Regions from separate parts of the Zea mays genome. Here regions 2, 3 and 4 are each linked to region 1. A link is a contact called in public Hi-C data. All regions are on one chromosome and are shown on one strand. Each heading gives the region's core, a stretch centred on a gene start, on an enhancer-like site or on the middle of the called end of the contact. The rest is flanking DNA. Distances are from core to core; before and after follow the strand shown. Region 1 holds the start of LOC103635572 (cation-chloride cotransporter 1). Region 2 holds the start of LOC100280066 (Nicotinamide adenine dinucleotide transporter 1 chloroplastic). Region 3 holds the start of LOC103637104 (lysophospholipid acyltransferase LPEAT1). Region 4 holds the start of LOC100280776 (subtilisin-chymotrypsin inhibitor CI-1C).

Region 1 (3,178 bases), core at 294-2,793:
ACCCCTGGCCGTTGCACCACCAGATGCGCTACTCCACTACATACATCATGTTCGAGGACACTCACACAACGTCAGCAACGTCCATCGTCCCAGCGCACAAGAATTCATGTTCGGTCAGTAGCGACTTACGTGGTAGGTTGGGCTTCAGGTGGACGATGAGCTAGACGACGTGATGGCGTCGTCGTCGGATGCGGTGTCCAGAACAACCTGAGAGTCGTCGATGTTGGCGACAACCATGAGGCCTCCCTGCTTAACGATGGACAGCGCGGTACAGCTGCTCTGGACCGCGTCCAAGTGGTGGCTTCGCGGGAGCTTGTCGTACACAGCGGCGCATGCGACCACGTAAGACTGCTTTTAGAGGTCGAACTAACAGTCGCCAAGCTTCTTCTCGTCATCGATGAGCGACGCTAACGTGAGTGCCTCCTGCTCATGGTGTTTGTTCGGAGTTTCAAGTAAGAAACATGGATTCATGCTTGGCGTTGGTTTATGGAAATGACTCAGAAGTCTGATCTATGGAAAAAAATATTACGGAGAAAAATGTCACGCATGCAAAAAAAAAAGAATTTAAGTATAATACATTATGCAAACAAAATAAATTGCATGCAAAGCTCTTCTTTAAATAATATTATCTCCATCCAAAAATCTAATTCAAGAATCTCGGTGATACTTATCTACTACTACGCATTGTGAAAGGGTAGCAAGTGAGCTTGGTGAGAGATGTAATAGATGTGTTTCCTGTCATAAATGTAGACATAAACACATATGTGGTGTAGTGGTAGCTACTCCTAGCCTTTGCTTAAGAGGTCACGGGTTCAAATCCCCTTGAGGACATGTGTTTTTTTTAATTTTAGCTAGACGTGGACTGTACGGGGGAATGATGGGAATGACAGGTGGCAGAACACGGGAATGACCGACTACCCTTGCAGCCTTAATAGTAGTAGAGATATATTGATATTGGTCTTGCAATGGTTCTAAAATTCGAATCATCGATTTCAAACATGACCTAAATTGCAAAATGCAGAAATAAAAATGTAACATGCAGCGAAATTATTTTCCACATAGTAGCTCCAAGTTTATTGATAAAAAATAAAAGAGAATAAAAACAGAATAGATATAACACTAATTTCATATAAAAAATGCTTTGGGGGAGTCTCTCGGATTGCCAAATGTGGGGACAAGAAAGGATAAAATAGTAGCTTTTTAAATTTAGCAACATTGTTTAGGGTACCATTCGAGACATGTTTTTTTTCTAATAACTTCTTAAACTGAAATTTAGGAACCTTTTTACATAATAGTTGGAGATGGTCTAAAAACAGTGCAGAGTGAGCAATTAAACCCATATCCCGCTGCTCGAGAAATTTAGGTTTAACTATCAAACCACATGTACCTTTGTGTTTACAAATAAACAATAATTACATTTAAATTAATATCTTAATAACTATTTATATGATATATAAAAATTCGCAGCAAAAACACGACTAAAATTTAGCGAAAACCGGCCCAAAACGGCCGATTCTACGTTCGCAAAAAAGGACGATTCTACATTCGCAAGGCATAGTACGAAAAAAAACAGAGTAGTAAAAAAAAAGCGAGTTTCATGTCTTTACTTCCTCTGACCGTTGCCCACCTTCCGCAGCCGCCGCCACTGTCGCCGCTGGCGTCTCCTCCTCCTCCGCCACTGAAACCGCTATCGCCTCCCACCACCTCCTCCAGGTAAGCGGAGCATCCGGAGACCTCTCTCCGTTCCCCACCTGTTGCGCAGGCGCTGCTCCTCCCGCTAGCACGCGCCGCTGCGGATCTGGATCCGACGCCGGCTGTGCGGGGTTAGTTAGCGTGTGTACCTCTGAACTCTGGATCTCACCGGGATGTGTTCCGCAGCGTTCCCGAGGGATGGAGAACGGTGGAATCGAGGAGGCCGACGACGCACCGCCAGTGCCCTCGCCGCCCAATGGGCGGCGGTACCGGCCGGTCGGGTCGAGCGACCGCGCTGTGATCCAGATGACTTCCATGGAGCCGGGATCCTCCTCTTCCACAATCGATGCCGTCGTGACTCCCCAGCCGCCAAGGTGATGCGGACTCTAATCACATTTGCAGGTTTCGCGAGCAATTTGTTATGTCACGTGCTAGCAGATCGCATACGTGCTGAATTCAGAGGTTACTGCTGCGTGGATAACTAGTATAGTTGCTGCGAAATAGTGTGTGCATTCTCTTGGACATGAATTGTTTAGGACATGGGGTGTTGAACGGAGTAAGTGGAGAGTAGCGGTGGACTGTTGAGCATACTCAATCTGGGATGTTAGGAAACACTGAAATTACTATTTTGGGCCTTGGGTTGCTTCTTCCTATTTAAAACTGTGGTCATCAGGAGCAAGTCTGTGAGACCATGTCTGCCACATCTGTTTTCTGTTTTATGGGAGCGCCTGCAACTGCAATGCCACCATTGTTGAAATCAGTAGTGATAATATGGATGCCTGATGCCTCTTTCTTTTCTAGAAGATTGGATGCTTGACCGATGCTGAAATTGTTATTGAATTCAATAAATATTGAAACCACTACCGATTGCTTTGAAAATAGTCAGTTGCTCCATAGTGATGGTCACTTCTGATTGGTACAATGCTTCGATCATTAGTGGTAGTTTGAATTCTAGCCATTTCCTCTGTCCTAATATTTTTTTCAACTTCTAACCATAACTTAAATCATGCCTTGTGTCAAGCAACTGTTGGCTTGTCGATGTAGATTTAAGTTTTGTGTTTAGAGTGTTTGATGTCAGTTTGTAATACTTGAAAACATGGTTATTAAAGCGGTAAAACGATAAAACGTTAGGATACACCTTTTCAACATTTATACGTTGAAACGTCCTTTTGGACTTGACATAAAACAATAGGATAGTATATGTTTATACTCGTAAGTTGAGTACTTGAGTTCACTAAACAAATATCATAAAGGGAAATGGATCAAGTTCAACCACAAAAGTCTATGCAACATGCAAGTTAGAATTTGCTTATAGGATCAGTAACCATCATCATCCAACTCATCAATATCAACAGCATAAGCATCAATGTCTTGATTATCACCATCTTTTCCACTATTGCTTGCTTCAATTTCATCTGGTTGCTGGCACCTAGTGGAGCTAGAGGGCGGCGCTGGCTGCTAGCGGCGAGTGATGGGTGGTGGCGCT
Region 2 (3,229 bases), core at 106-2,605, 490 kb before region 1:
GGATTTAATAAGAATTGTTAGATTTTTTTTAAGAAAAGGCAAAAACAAGGTTACACATCACGGAATAGTACTAGCTTCCGTTTATGTATTATTAGTTGTCTGATCAAAATAGATGTCACGGACGTTCGTACCACGGCGCGGTACGGTGTCCAGCGGAGTTTGCAAAGTGAAGACGATTTTGGCAGGGTTTGGTTTCAAAGAAATTCTAAGGAACTGATATTCCCAAGAGATTCCTACCGACTATAGTGTTTAGAGGTGTTTGAATACAATAAAACTAATATTAAGTTGACTAAAAAGTTACTAGTGAAATTAGTTAACTAAGGAGGTGTTTGGTTTCTAGGGACTAATTTTTAGTCCCTACATTTTATTCTATTTTAGTTCCAAAATTATCAAATATAGAAACTACAAAAACTCTATTTTAGTTTCTATATTTGACAATTTATAGACTAAAATAGAATAAAATGAAGGGATTAAACATTAGTCTCTATAAACCAAACACCCCCTAATAAATAGCTAGCTAGATATTACTCTCTCCAGTGTTCTATTATTTGTCGTTTAATACATTTATACTTTTTTAAAAATAATTTAAAGACAAATCAGTGTTTAGATTTAAAAATTAAATAACAATTATTTATAGCCAAAATTTATAAAATTGACTCAAACAACTAATAGAACATAGGAGGAAGTAACTAATTTACTAAACATAGTTTAAAGCCAAAATATTAGTTAGAGTATTTGGATGTCTATAGCTAATTTTAGTCACTATCTATTAACTCTAGTGCATTCAAACACCACTGGATCTATGTATTTTTGCATTGTAGAATATGTCAACTTCCCAATATCTTCTATTATCAAGGATGAAAGAGACTGTGGGATTCTGCTTTGGAAAAAGTGTCATCTCTGCATTATATCGTATGTTCAAAATCTGTTGAAACCAAAGAGGACTCCCATCTCTAGGATGAGAGAGAAATGACGAAGACCCGCCGCCCATTTAATTCCACAGCTCCGTCCTGAACGGCCCACATGGTCCACGACGTCACCGGTAAGCGGCGACCAGGCATCGCCGTGGGCCTCGCAGTCGCAGCCCCCCGGAACAGCTACCCGCATCCGCATGGCAGACTGGAACGGCTGCGAGCTGGCCTGGCTCCCTGCCATGACCGCATACACAAGACAACTGAGCTATCCGTTTCTCACACACACACAAAAGACTAATAAAGTTTTCCCGTCCACGCACACGGCATACGGCACACAAAGCGAGTAGAGACATCTCAATGACACTGGGTCACCGATCCCTGATCTCCGGGGCCTCGTCGTCAACCACAGCAGCCGGCAGCGCGTGCACGCAGCGAGGGTAGCGCCACACATGCCACTGACACTGGGCTCAACAAAGTGACGGATCCGCAACCCAGTGGGACGTCACCTCCCTGCACGGGCCCACTCTGTTCCAGCTTCCGTGTGTACACAGTACACCACAGCACACGGGCCTACTCACCCTCGCCTCCGAGGCTTCGAGTCCGAGAGAGCGCTTGAGAAGAAGCTCAGGCGAGGCGAGGCAAGGGATGCCGTGATTGACGACGGAAACGAAGCCGAGAGGGAGAAGCGAAGCTAGCCTTGCATACACCCGGCCCCGTCCCAATGCCCACCGCTTCCGGCTCGGATCCCAAACCCTAACCCTACTCGGCCGTCCGCGGGCCCGCCGCCGGCGACGCGATCGGGTGCCGACGCTGATGCGCTCTGTGCCGCGTGCGTGATTCTCTCGCGCAAGTAAGCGTTGGAAAAGGGGCTCCCTGGCTGCAGCGACGCGTGGCCGAGGTGCGGATCGGGGAGGGGAGGACGGTCGGAGCGAGATGCCGGGGGACGTCGCGACCTCGCCGGCGCCGGCGCCGCCGTCCGTGTCCTCGTCGTCGCAGAACCACCACCATCACGGCCCCACGACCGCCCGCGGCCTCCTCTGCCACGCTGTCGCCGGCGCCTCCGCTGGTAAGTGGCAGCGTTTGCGCGGGAATTCCTCGATGCATTTCGGCGTGTGGTTTCAATGTTCGGGGTTTCGGAGATGATCTGGGCTTTGGGCGCAGGCGTGGTGGCGGCGACCTTCGTGTGCCCGCTCGATGTCATCAAGACCAGGTTCCAGGTACACGGATGGCCCAAGCTTACCACAGGCACAATTGGAGGTGGGAACTTGCTCCAAGGATTTCTTGTCATTTTTTATTCATTTTTTTTTTGCTCTTGAGTTGGAAACATACACAAACCTGTTTGGAACAGCGAGCCTGTTCTGGTGTTGTTGAGTTGTGCCGAGAATGCAAGATGATTGGTACGTGGTGCATAAGCTGGGAAGAATGGGGTATTTGCATTTGGTTTTGGTCTGTGATGTCATGTGGACAATTTGAACAGATAGGTTAGAGAAAATCTGCTTAGTATGGGGCAAGGTTATTAAAACGATAAAACGTTGAAACACTTATGGATGAAATTTTGACTTTTAAACGTTTAGACAAAGTTTAAATGTAGTTTTAAGCAACATAGGAAAAATACCAGTATATCATAATTTCAGACAATAATATGAAGTTAAATACCAAAACAGAGAGGTTAGTGGCTTACCAAAACTTCACCCATGAGCCGGATTGGACCCCAAAAGTAACTAACAGACTGGGCCCAAAAGTAGCTAATGGTCTAAAACGCATGAAATACTGCGTTTTACAGTTTAGAACGCCAAAACACGGTTTCAACCTCTAATTAGAGTTTTGACGTTTAAACGTAGTTTTAATAACACTAGTATGGGGAGACTGCTTAAGTTCACGCTTGTGGTGTCTCTTGGTGACCTGGACCATCCAGGATTCCAGGAATTGTGAGAATCTTTTGGTAACTGAGATCCATATTTAGGTCTTCTAACGGTTCGAATCAATTTTTTGGACGGATGTCTTATCCTTAAGGCTTACTATTGGTTGGTTGTGTAGCTGTCTAACTGTCATTTGTTAGCTCCCTGCCTGACTTGAAGTACCAGTTCTTCCATGGGAATGGGACAGGGGGAAGCATCATGCGTGCTCTGCTGCTGTTGTCAATTGAAAATGCCATGCATGTTCGAGAGAGGAAACAACATGCAAACTCTCAGTAACAGGGGGTGCACTTATTTGTTTATGCACGTGAAAATGTCAGAGATCCGATAAATATTTGAAATTTCAAACAATGCATGGGGTCGCCTATTGTTTATGCACTTATTTGTTTATGCATGTTC
Region 3 (3,075 bases), core at 256-2,755, 340 kb before region 1:
AGAGAATGCTAGTACCTTATGAGACCAACTAGAGGCAATCTAGCCACTGATCTCTTCAAGAAGGATAGAGATATGCAAAAGAGGCATGTCAAAATCAATATATCTTAATGGTAAAGTTTTGAGAAATCAAATAAACATAATTACATTATCACAAAAAACATTACAGTACCTTAGCAACAAAACTAGGAAAAGAGGCTGACATGTGATAAAGAATATCCACATAAGATACATGATTAGACACAATTGCCCCAGGCCTTTCGATTTCTTTAGACTGGTCCACATGGCCATCCTGAAATATTAATGAATTACGATAGCTGGAGATGACATAGACACAAATCAGCCATATATAATATTCATTCCACTCATCGTTCAACCCCCCCCCCCCCCCCAAGTAGGATTCACCTGTAGTCAGTCAGTAAAGGCTAAAACTACATTGATACTATATTCTGTTACAAATGGTGACCATGCTACACAACCACCACCAGAATTATCACATTATCATCAAATTCTGATGTCTGCAAACATTTTAGCTGCAAACAAATAGATGCAGCTCTTCCACACAAACTAATAGATGCACCGATGCACAATGACAGAGTGCACATAGTTACCATAAATTTAATCAATCCATATGCTACAGGTCCACTATCTGATCCACACAGGAAAAAAAACATGCTGCCCGCAATCAAACATCAAGGCTAATAGCTATCCTATATATTGTATCAAATACTGTTAAATATTACACTATTCAGTTCTTCCCTTGCTCACGAAATCAAGAGCAAAGAAGGCAAGCAGAAAATAAAGCAATCCGAAGCTTGCATAAAGAACTAGAACTACATCGTCACTACCTCAGCATTGGGAAGGCGGCTGTCGTACTCTCGGATCCAATAGAACCCGAAGACAAACAACATGGCGCGAGCGAGTGCGCGGCCGCACCGCACAGCCCCCGCCCGCCTCCACCCGTCCAACCGCGCGTACCCATCCCCTTCGCCGCCCTCCCGGTCCTCCTCCACCCGCAGCGTGCACACGCGGCACACGAGGTAGTAGACCACGAGTACGAGAACACCTGCCACGACACGGAGCGGGACCAGCACGACCGCGGCAAACGCCAGCCGCGCAGCCTCCGCTGCGCTCACGGGGCCGAGCCCCATCGGTCCGTACGCGTCCCGCCGCGCGTACGGTGCGTACTTCCGGTCCAGTTCCTCTATGCTCTCCAGCACCGGGGCTGCGGAGGGGGAAGGGGAGGGGGAGGACGACGAGAGGAGCGGACTGGCGGCGGCCATGTCTTCGCTGCTCATCTCACTGCCGCCCACGCTCTCCGGCTCGGACGGGGTGGTGATGCTAGCGGCTTCGTTAGGAGCCATGGCGATAAAGGCGCAGAGGAGACCCTAACCCTAGCGCTGACGCCGGATCGGCATGGTGAGGACGACGAGATGCGGATACGGTCGGTGATGACTTGTGCGACGAGGAGACGACGAGGAGACGGTGGCGGGGAGAAGGAGGATGAACCGCTGAATTTTGATCGGACGGCTGGGAAGTTAGTAACATGGTGGTGGTGATTAAGTAGAAGATATTTTAAAATTACATCGTCAACAGCAACATCAAAGTTTAATTTAAAAAGTAATTAAAGACTAAAAGACGAGACGAATTTATTAAATATAATTACATCTATATTTAATATTTATAATTGATATTCAAATATTTGATGTGACATGAACTAAGTTAGAAAAAGCAAAACACTCACCTCGATGCTGACTTCTTCGAAGACATGATGAAGATGTGCTCGTTGTTGTGGATTCACTAGAGGTGGGCTCTAATATTGATCACTTGTTCTGATTCTTAAAGGGACGCTAAAACAGGACAACATAATCAATGATAAGGAGCCTTCATTCCTTTAATCTGTCCAAGGGAGGAGGAAGATTATGAGTAGAAAATTGTTAGTATTTTATTTCAATTTCTCGTAAGGTATCAAAAACCAAGGCAACACAAGTTAAATACAAAGACCTTCGTCCTTTGATATAACACTTCTTCGGAGTGTTAGAACGAAGGATGAAAGTTTTTAGAGAGAAGCATAATGAAATAACACGAAAGAGACAATGTAGAACTTTATATAAAACTCATCTCCTATGCCTTAAAATTTTATTTCATCTCTTCTGATAAAGAAGTTTACAAGCATACCTTCGGCTGCTAGATACAGGATGGCATGAAGGTTCTTCGAAGGCTAAGTAGCACGAAGTTATGGCCCTTAAAAATGTAACTTATGCAGGGTACGAGTCACCTATTTATAGGGAAGATGAATTGTCTTTGTACAAGATTACAATCATGCCCCTTAAGGCTTTACACTCATTGTTTACAAATGATATCAGGGTAATATTGTATTTTCTCCTTTCTCCACTACGTAGGTCTTGGGCTTTGTTATATGAGAGCTCCTTTGCTAGTGGCAAACCTCTAGTCGGCTGCCTGTGAAGGCCTTATCTTACTACATTTCGTTCAACACTTTGATTTATGTGTTAAGTTAATGACTATGTGGATGCTTTGGACATCATGATGTAATAAAGTAATATTTATTTTTGCTAATATTTCAGTATTGTGTGATAATGACCAATTATGTAATCGTCGTGTACATGAATTTCTGATCCTAGCATGTACATGGTTCGCGTTTGGTTTACCTTCTAAAACCGGATGTGAGACATTCAAAACCTTTCTCCTTTCCTGAAGGTATCAGCTTCGGTTCGCACCTTCGCTACTTGAACGTATATGCGAAGCTTCTTCACATGTTCCTTCGGCCGAAGGTCACCTTTGTCCATCAATAGAAAAGCACCTGAAACACAATTACTTGCACCGACATGGAGGTTAAATGGGGACCTTCGGCACGATAGGCTCCCAACAGTAGTCCCTTGCGAAATGAGATTGTTTCTTCATAACAATCTTAGATCGCAAAATAGAAGAAATTAGGAGGCCTTATGTCGAAGGTCCGAAAACAATTCCAGATGCCTCAAGTGCCTAGAGACAAGCGAGCAGAATTCATGAGGAGCCATCCCCCAGTCTTTGCCCATTCCGCTGATCCCATGGACGTTG
Region 4 (3,021 bases), core at 191-2,690, 360 kb before region 1:
AGAACACGCGCATGTGGACGCCTACACTGAGTACTTAATTAGTTGTAAAGATTTTATGAACATATGATCCTTAGCAAACAAGTTTCAATTTATAAATGTTTCATATTTGTTTTGGTTGTGTTGGCATCAATCACCAAAAAGGTGGAGATTGAAAGAAAAATGTGATTTAAATCATTTCTATATTGGTTTTGGTGTTGGATGACCATATAAGGGGATGAGGTATTTTATGTCGCTTTGACAGTTAATACGTGTATGTGTAGTGTGGTATTGGAATTCAACGTGGATTTATAAACCAACAAATTACTAGTTAGAGCAACTCCAAAAGAACGTATAAACTAACCCTAAAATAGATATTAGTCAAGAATAGTGGTTTTTCTTATTCCAACAGCTCACTCATTCTTCCCCCAAAAAATTAGCGTCCCGCATCCACAGCCTCTTCTCCCTCATATTTTGGTGTGTTCTATCCCTCCCCAATCCATTCCTCAACGTATCAGATCATCCACGGTCTCCCGACGACTGTACAGATTGTGCCACATGTCACATTTAAAGAAACTGTTTGAGTACCCATCATAATTCACTCTTAAATTTTTTTAGATTGCTCTTAATAATCAATTTTTAGGGTAAAATTTTTAACATCCTTTTGGAGTTACTCTTATGGCTACTTTGGGAACCTCAAATCCCCTTCGAAATTGGAGGGGATTGGGGTGGAAATGAACTAATTTCCTCTCCAATCTCGAAGGGGATTTGAGTTTCCAAACTAGCCCTAAGATAAATTGGTCCTGCGGAAGCAACGGCGACACCCGAGGCTCGAGCCCTCTATGGCTCCTGCATCCTGAGTCTATGAAGCTCTACTAAAACATCCTCTAAAATTTAAAATATACATGATATAATGTAGAAGAGACTCATATACTATAGCGGTTTAATTTGATGATCCCTCCTAGTTTTTTTCCTTGGCTCCGCCCTTGCTTACTCAAAAGAATTTCAAGAGAATTTATTCGGATAGAAGTACTCCCAAATATATACGGGTTATATATAACTCGGCCGTTTTTGAATAATATGGTCGTAAAGCTGCATCTTGAAAGTTAAAATACGAGTGCATAATACTGTATATAACACCGCATACAACTAAGATGAGCTTCGACTGGATAGAACTGAAGTAACGACACTATTTGCCCTAGCCGATCTTGGGGACTTGTGCCACGTTGCCGGCCTTGTCGAAGAAGACGCGGACGCGCTTGGTGTTGAAGTCATCGGTCACGGCGGAGTCGACAGGCACAAGGATCACCTGGATGTCCGGGCGGTCCTCCTGGATCTTGCGCTTCGCCACCTCAGCAGGCATCCCCTCCACCTCCGGCCACGATGTCTTAGTGCTATGGCTATGGCTCATTTTCACTCACGGACTGCGTCCAATGGATAGCTAGCTGATGGATCGATCCTCTTTGGTTTTGCGCATGGATAGCTTGCTATATATATAGATGGGAACCAGAAGAGACCAGGCATCGTTCACATGGGATGCGGGATGCCTTTGCGTCATTTGGCTTCGAATTCAAGCTGACATTTGGTGCAAGCAAACCAAACCACACCCTTGGCATCTCTCGCTTCGCTTCTTCTTTTTTTTTTCTGGGTTCTGCGCCTTGTGGGTGTCGGATGCGGCCGGCTTGGAACGAGTCCGTCTCCGTGGCCTGCGTGTTCTGTCCTAGTTCCACGGCCGGCATTGCAATTTCGGCGCCGATGCAAACGACGAATTCCGCAGCGTTTTAAATACCATGTTAAATACCATGGTATAGCTAAAATCCCAATATTTTTAGAGTCTTGGATACTATGGTCTAGACCATAGTTTTTGCCGGGCGCGTGCCCTTCACGCCTCACTCTCGCCATCTCACGTCTTCTTTTTCCCACTCCTGGACACACACCACTTTTCCCGTTTCTCTTTGCATCTCCATCCTCTCCGCCGCTACCACTTCCGTCGTCGTTGCCGATGTTGACGACGCCCGCCCATGAGCTCAAAAATCGGAACAGCAAAGTCAGGGATGGTCGCTCATTCCAAACAAAATATATATCCTGGGCTCCGATGAAATGCCCTAGCAGTGGCGAGGTCGGGGGAGAGGTGTTAGAGGGTTTTTAGCGGCCGCAGGGTGGTCTGCGCAAGTCACCCGTAGGGGCGAGGGGTGTTTGGTTTCATGACCTAGAGTTTAGTTTATGTCGTATCATATGTTTGAATGCATTTGCAAATATTAAATATACTTTAATTATTATAAAACTAAATACAGTATAAGACTAAATAGTGAGATAAACTTATTAAACCTAATTAATTCATGATTAGCATCATAACATCAATAATCGAATTATGGACTAATTAGGTTTAATAGGCTCATCTTATCATTTAATCATTATTTATGTAATTAAATTACATTTAATACTTGTAACTAGTAACATCTAAATATTCGATGTGGCAGGGACTAAAATTTAATAAGAAGAACAAGCAGCCTTCTTAATCATGTCCTCCAACTGAGAAAGGTCTTTCTCTTCTTTGGCCAGTGCCATAAAGTGCATTTTTCTTGTATGTGTTTTGAGTTATCTAGAAAAAAAACAATCTATATAGATTCTTGATTTATATCCAGAGCTCTATCGCTGCCCATGGCATTGCACGCCGTACTTCTCTTGGGGGGGAAAGGGATTAATAAATACTCCCACCATCCCAATTTATAATCATTTAACTTTTTATTAAGTTTAACTCACTCGTCTTATCCAAATTTTGAAATAAAAAAATCAAAGTTATACTTAAAGTATATTGTATACTTAACAATATCATGGAAAAATGAATAATAACTATGGATTATTTTAATAAAACGAGACGGTCAAATTTGATGTAAAAATCAAATAAATTATAAATTCAAATGGATGGAGTACATAGATACACCAGTTTCAATTAGTTCAGGCTTGGTTCCTATTTGCCATGCACTATAACTTATTAACTAATGCTGACTTTAGTGTAACTTCTAATCTCAGTATCCAGCCTGA

Evidence for each region. A called contact is a pair of places that touch in the nucleus more often than the background predicts.
Region 2: a contact with region 1 is called in a Hi-C map of ear, with 2.9 times the contacts expected there. The contact joins the promoter of LOC100280066 here to the promoter of LOC103635572 in region 1. A contact is called at or near these places in 3 of 25 Hi-C or Micro-C datasets (ear, leaf and tassel).
Region 3: a Hi-C map of tassel shows a contact between it and region 1, with 3 times the contacts expected there. The contact joins the promoter of LOC103637104 here to the promoter of LOC103635572 in region 1. A contact is called at or near these places in 6 of 25 Hi-C or Micro-C datasets (bundle sheath, ear, endosperm and 3 more) and 1 of 3 datasets of contacts at active chromatin or transcription factors (leaf).
Region 4: a Hi-C map of endosperm shows a contact between it and region 1, with 3 times the contacts expected there. The contact joins the promoter of LOC100280776 here to the promoter of LOC103635572 in region 1. A contact is called at or near these places in 5 of 25 Hi-C or Micro-C datasets (bundle sheath, ear, endosperm and 2 more).

The regions. Positions count from the first base shown.
Region 1 is chr8:96,039,547-96,042,724 of Zm-B73-REFERENCE-NAM-5.0, forward strand. LOC103635572 (cation-chloride cotransporter 1) reads left to right here and starts at 1,544. Exons shown (of 14, transcript XM_020543276.3): 1 at 1,544-1,713; 2 at 1,879-2,066. The coding sequence starts at 1,891.
Region 2 is chr8:95,553,579-95,556,807 of Zm-B73-REFERENCE-NAM-5.0, forward strand. It overlaps LOC100280066 (Nicotinamide adenine dinucleotide transporter 1 chloroplastic), which reads left to right and starts at 1,356. Exons shown (of 9, transcript NM_001358393.1): 1 at 1,356-1,980; 2 at 2,076-2,171. The coding sequence starts at 2,109.
Region 3 is chr8:95,696,252-95,699,326 of Zm-B73-REFERENCE-NAM-5.0, forward strand. LOC103637104 (lysophospholipid acyltransferase LPEAT1) reads right to left here and starts at 1,506. Exons shown (of 9, transcript NM_001411375.1): 1 at 846-1,506; 2 at 170-289; 3 at 16-53. The coding sequence starts at 1,361.
Region 4 is chr8:95,678,947-95,681,967 of Zm-B73-REFERENCE-NAM-5.0, forward strand. It overlaps LOC100280776 (subtilisin-chymotrypsin inhibitor CI-1C), which reads right to left and starts at 1,441. Exons shown (of 1, transcript NM_001153698.3): 1 at 1,010-1,441. The coding sequence starts at 1,387. The coding sequence ends at 1,175.